Regions from separate parts of the Sus scrofa genome. Here region 1 is linked to region 2. Evidence: chromatin contacts called from public Hi-C data. All regions are on one chromosome and are shown on one strand. The core of a region is the stretch at or near the end of the contact, and the rest is flanking DNA. Distances in the headings are between cores, read along the strand shown. Region 1 has its middle 69 kb from the start of PALMD. Region 2 overlaps PALMD (palmdelphin).

Region 1 (2,838 bases), core at 30-2,529, 100 kb before region 2:
CAGAAACAGGCATAGGACTTAGATGCTGAAAATTACAAAACACTTATGAAAGAAAGCAAAGAAGATCTAATAAATGGCAAGATATACCACATTCATAGATTGGAAGACTAAGCATAAGTTGATGTCAGTTCTCCCCAAATTGACATGCAAGGTTTAACATAATTCTTATCAAAATTCAGCAAGATTTCTTATAGACATAAATGAGACTGTTCTCAAATGTATGTGGAAAGGCAAAGAAACTTGAATAGTTAAAAATAACTTTTTTTAAAAATGAAGTGGGAAGAATCAGTCTACCTCAACTTAAGAATTAGATTATAGCTACAGTAATCGAGGCTGCATGGTATTATTGCAGGAATAAGCACACAGATCAATGAAACAGAATAGAAAGCCCCAAAATAGATACCCACAAACAGGCCCAACTGATTACTGACAAGGGCACAAAAACAATTCAATGGAGGAAAGACTGCCTTTTTTTTTTTTTAAGTAAATTCTTTTTTAATTTTTATTATTATTATTAAAGTATAGTTGATTTACAATGCTTCATCAAGTTCTATTGTACAAACTAACCTAATCACACACATTTCCCTATGCTGTACAGTAGGCCTTTTGGACAACACATGCTGAAGCAATTGAACAACCACGGGCAAAAAAAAGAGAAGAAGAAGACAGGAGAAGAAGGGGGAAAGAGAGAGAGAAGGAGAAAAGGAGAAAAGGAAGAGGAGAAAGTAACTTGACCTAAACCTTCTCTTTTACAAAAAACACACACACACATACACAAAAGTAAATATTGACAAATGGAAAACATTAAACCATAAAACTTTTAGAAGAGCACATATGAGAAAATCTTGAGAACCTAAAACTAGGCAGAGTTGTTAGACTTGATAACAAATGAAAAATTGGTAAATTGGACTTTATTAAAATTAAAACTTGTGCTATGCTAAAGACCTTGTTTATGACAAGCTACAGACCAAGAGAAAATATTTGCAAACCAAACATAACCGACAAAGGACTGGTGTCTAGTGACTGGAAATGTGAAGAATTCTCAAAACTCAACAGGGGAAAAAAAAAAAATCTAGGTAATACATAGGCAAAAAAACCTGAAGAGACATTTCATGGAAGATGATATAAGGATGGCAAATAAGCACACAAAAGATGTTTGACATTACTGGCCACTAAAGAAGTGCAAATGAGAATCACAAGGGCATACAACTGCACACCTACCAGAATGACTACAACAAACAAATTGTGACAGTCCCAAACTCTGGCCGGGATACAGAGAAACCAGATCACTCACACTTGGCTACTATGCTCTTAGGCATTGATCTCAGAGCAATGAAGACTCACATTCACATTAATCCTGTGCATGAATGTCTGTTGCAGTTTTGTTCATAAGGGCCCCAAGCTGGAAATAACACATGGCACTGTGTGTACTGGAACATACACCTGGGGCATTTTAGTTATGTCTTCCATGTCCTTCTCCCCAACTTAAAAACGACACGTTTGAGGTCTGAGGTCTTATCTAACTGTGAGACATAGAGTGTCAAAAGGATGACAGCTCTCCAGCCAGGCCATGGAGGTCAGATCCTACATGGTGGCTGACTGGACCTGACCAATTTGACTTTTCTGTACCTGTATTTCCTCGACTGCAGGAATGATAATAGTAAGACACCTACCTGCAAAGTTCTTGGAACAGTGTTTGGCACACAGTAAGCTCTCACCACATATACCTGGCTTCTGACACTTGGCCCAGAGCCTGAGAAAGAGTAAGTGTTTTAATAAATGTTTTCCGAATGAACGAATGAATCAATAAGCGTGAATGAATGAATCACTAAGGTCTAGAAATATTTTCCCTGCCACTGGTTAAACGCTTGCCCTTTCTCTCCTGATCAGTATAAATCTAATCAAGGCCTTTATCACATCTTGTTATACTAATATAATAGACTCTGACCTAATAAATGAGATAATGTTTAATGTACTTAGGCCAATGCCTGACACAAAATAAAAGCTCAATGATTATAGCCATGATTAGATTACTACAGAATTGTGAATTCACAGGGAGTCATTCTCTACTTGTTCTAAGAATAAAGTAAATCTCTTACCATAACATTTAAGGTCTCACATTCTGACTTTAAACTAGTTTATGTACAAAAAAAAAAAGTGCTCAATAAATAACAGCTATAATTATATTTACTATCTTCCTCACTAGATTCTTTTCCAATCATATATTCAAATCCCACCACATTACTCACTATTTTCTGAAGAAGCCATGGCTCTATCTACAATGTTTTTCTCTCTTCATTTCCTGCCAAATATTTTCCCTTTAGTAAAGCTTACATGCCATCATCTATTTCTAGCCAAACCCCACCCATCCACCTATCCAAACCCCATCCTTTATCTGAAGCATTCTTGAAGCATTCATTTATTAATTATCTTTTCATGCCCAGGGACCAGCACAGTGCCTAAACGCATAATAATGCTCATTAACACTGAAGTTGGATTGAGGAAAAGAGAAGAGTGCCAACTAAAGACACGAGTTTTTAAAACTCCTGAAACCCCTACTGTTTTCCTCAGAAAATAATCATTATAACTGAGTGCCATGGGCAATATATGGTAAAGTGCTTTGGTTTCTAAGAAGGAGGATGTTTGCTTTTAAGATGTCATAAAAAGCAGCCACATGAATCTCCCAGGAAACCCCAAGTGTGTGTCTCTGAGGAGTGTATCTAAGCTGGGTGTTAAAGGAGGTACCACCATTCTGACTCCTTCTCTCCCTCATTCTCTGACCCCCCATCCCCACCCCCACCCCCACCCCCACCTGCCAGGAACAGTCCTCCTGAGACC
Region 2 (2,965 bases), core at 100-2,599:
AAAACAACTTGAAACACAGATTTTAGGCCACGAACAGGGATGTCACAGATTTCTGGCTGTGCTGACATGAGTAAAGGAGGAGCAAAGGAGCAAATGAACAAGCCAGAACATGGAAGGAACATTAGTTTCAGGGACCCATCCTTTAGATGGTGGTCGTGAAGAAAGAATGTTTAAAAGCAGAGACTCGCTGTGTGAAAGGAAGGGTCTGCCATAGGGACCAGGCTTCCGCCCTCCCCAGGCGAGTCCCCAGAGACGAAATCTACAGCACAGGAAACTTCCACACCATCCCTTGCTCTGCCATAAAGCAAAGGTCGCTCAGGTCATTTAGACCAATGACGGCTAACTGGTCTTTATTGGTTATTCTAGTTATACTGAGGTCGGAATTTATATTTTTGGTCTTCAAATAATAAGAGTCCTGTTCTTCATATCAAATATGAACAATTAACACTAGAAGCAAAGTAAAAATGAAGTGGATAGAAAGCAGAAAATATAGTGGGTGCTCTATAATACTGTTAGAGATAAATGTTAAGGGTTACAAGGCACAAAGCCAGTAATTATTTCTGGGTGGAGAGAGTCAACGGCTGTATACATCACTGAATATGTTTTGTCATCTCATAATATGGTTACAAGTAGTACCTTCGCTAAAAATAATTTTCCCCTACAACTTTTTTTTTTTTTTAAGAAAAAAAGCTTTTCCAAAATCTTGGATAAGCACATCAGCAGTTAACCTGCCATCTACAACAGTATTTGAAGGTCACTTGGGAAACTCATGTCACTTATGTAGAGGTCAATTTGAAGTACTACTACAATTATTTAGCTCTTAATAAGTGTTTGGCATGTCCTGCAAGGTTCTCTCCAGGCCCTAATTAAAACCACACACCCTGCTTCTGTCCTGGCAGAATATTTGGGAAGCCCATAACTAACCAATTCACCACACCACACCAACCTCCAGGGCACGCGTTTATTTGCATTCACTTGAAAACTACCTTTGCAACTTGCACATAAAAGTGACTGATTCTCTGAAAACCGGTTCGGCTTCTTGTTTTTAATGGCAAATGCAACCCTTAATTTACAAAATATTATTCTGATTAAGAGGACTGGCTTTTCTACTAAATCATGCTCTTCTGACATTACCTGTGTACCAGGCAGTTTCAGATCAAGATAGTATCAGATAACTGTTAATATTTACAGAGTTATGTTAGGAGATGAGATTCACCCATGCAAGAGCTATTCACATATAACCATAAATTATTCAGCTTTTCTAAACATCTGCTGTTCCCAATTATCAGAGCAAACTGACACTTGTTTCAATGTCACTGTCGGACCAGCTCTTTGCTAGTTATCTTGAAGCTGCTGTGCTGTAGTGCTCGTCCTGTTCTTCACTGCTCAGGATTAGAGGCAGTAGATCTGGCTCAGGCAAACTTAGCATTTGCTCCATGCCAAATGCCCTTTATTTCTCTGGCGGGCTTACCCATGGCATGTGATTGTTTGCACTGGTGGGTTAGATCTTTCTCATTACAAGCATGCTCTTTGGCAAGGGCCAACTATAGGGCAATTCTTGTCCTATATTCATGCATAGAAGTATTCTTCATCTTTTATTTTCTTTCTAAAAATTTTTTACTGTTATTCCCCCAATAAAATTTTTTTTCCCACTGTACAGCATGGTGACCCAGTTACACACACATGTATACGTTCTTTTTTCTCCCATTATCATGCTCCACCATAAGTGACTAGACATAGTTCTCAGTGCTACACAGCAGGATCTCATTGCTAATCCATTCCAATTTTTTGATATAGTTTTATTTCAGTTTGGTGAATAAAGTGTGCCTGACATGTAGTAGGTGCTTAATTAAAGTCTGTTAAATGTCTAGTGCAATTTATTGGACCCCAACTTTAAAAATAAAACAAAGCCCACCTTCTACTAGATTACATACTCTCAGTTTTATTGGGAAAACAGAGTTTGACATTCCCATTGGCCAAATTATCTATAGAGATAAAAATATCTGTAACCTCTGACCCATTAGTAATAACATACCCATATGTGTACTCAACAGTATCTGCTGCAATTTTAGAGCTACTCTCTTAGATAAATTATGATTTAAAAATAATAAAATAAGGGAGTTCCCATAGTGGTGCAGCAGAAACAAATCTGACTGGTATCTGTGAGGATGTGGGTTTGAGCCCTGGCTTTGCTCAGTGGGTTAAGGATCCGGCGCTGCCATGAGCTATGGTGTAGGTCACAGATACGGCTCAGATCCTGGTTGCTGTGGCTGTGGTGTAGGCCGGCAAAGCTATAGCTCCGAATCAACCCCTAGCCTGGGAACCTCCATATGCCCTAGGTGTGGCCCTAAAAAGCCAAAAAAAAAAAAAATTAATTTTAAAAATAAAATTAAAAAAATAATAAAATAAAATAAGCCTTCCTTTTTTCATTGCAAACCTTATCCATTCAATATTAACTAACTTAATAATGTCAACACAAACCATGGTGGATTTGATATCATTTAGAAAAAGCATGCAAATTCTTTAACTACTAGGAGCAAAAACTTTTTTTTTCTATTTTTACTGTTGAACTATCTGAAATGCATGATACTAATGATTCATCCTGCAAACCAACAAAAAAAAAAATATGAAAAAAATTCCTAAAATTTGTCACACCAAGGTATATCCACCATAGGACTATACAATAAGTAGTATACTGGCTTTGTTGCTTTAAAAGATTCTAGAACAGTAGCTTCAACAAGATTAGAAAGGTTCATTTTCCTCCTACTCAGAGCAATCCTAGCTGGGAGAAATTCAAGGGAGGGGAGCAGGAATGTTACATGATATGATAAGAGACCCTGTTTCTTTCTGTCTGGTTGCTTTGCCACCCCTAAGGAATGCCCTTGGTTGTAAGGTCAAAGGCAACTCCCATCACCAGGTCTGCATTTCAGCTTAGGAAGAGGAAGATAAATGAAGGTCAAACAGC

Evidence for each region. Hi-C and Micro-C count contacts between places; a contact is called where the count stands out from the background.
Region 1: a Hi-C map of liver shows a contact between it and region 2, with 15 times the contacts expected there. A contact is called at or near these places in 2 of 47 Hi-C or Micro-C datasets (heart right ventricle and liver) and 1 of 2 datasets of targeted methods (skeletal muscle).

What each region holds. Positions count from the first base shown.
Region 1 is chr4:118,495,277-118,498,114 of Sscrofa11.1, reverse strand. No RefSeq gene overlaps it. Among named protein-coding and RNA genes, the nearest start is that of PALMD, 69 kb to the right of the region's middle.
Region 2 is chr4:118,394,080-118,397,044 of Sscrofa11.1, reverse strand. The region is part of intron 3 of PALMD (palmdelphin); the gene reads left to right. LOC110260438 (a long non-coding RNA gene) reads left to right here. Exons shown (of 2, transcript XR_002343735.1): 2 at 1-2,965. Among named protein-coding and RNA genes, the nearest start is that of PALMD, 32 kb to the left of the region's middle.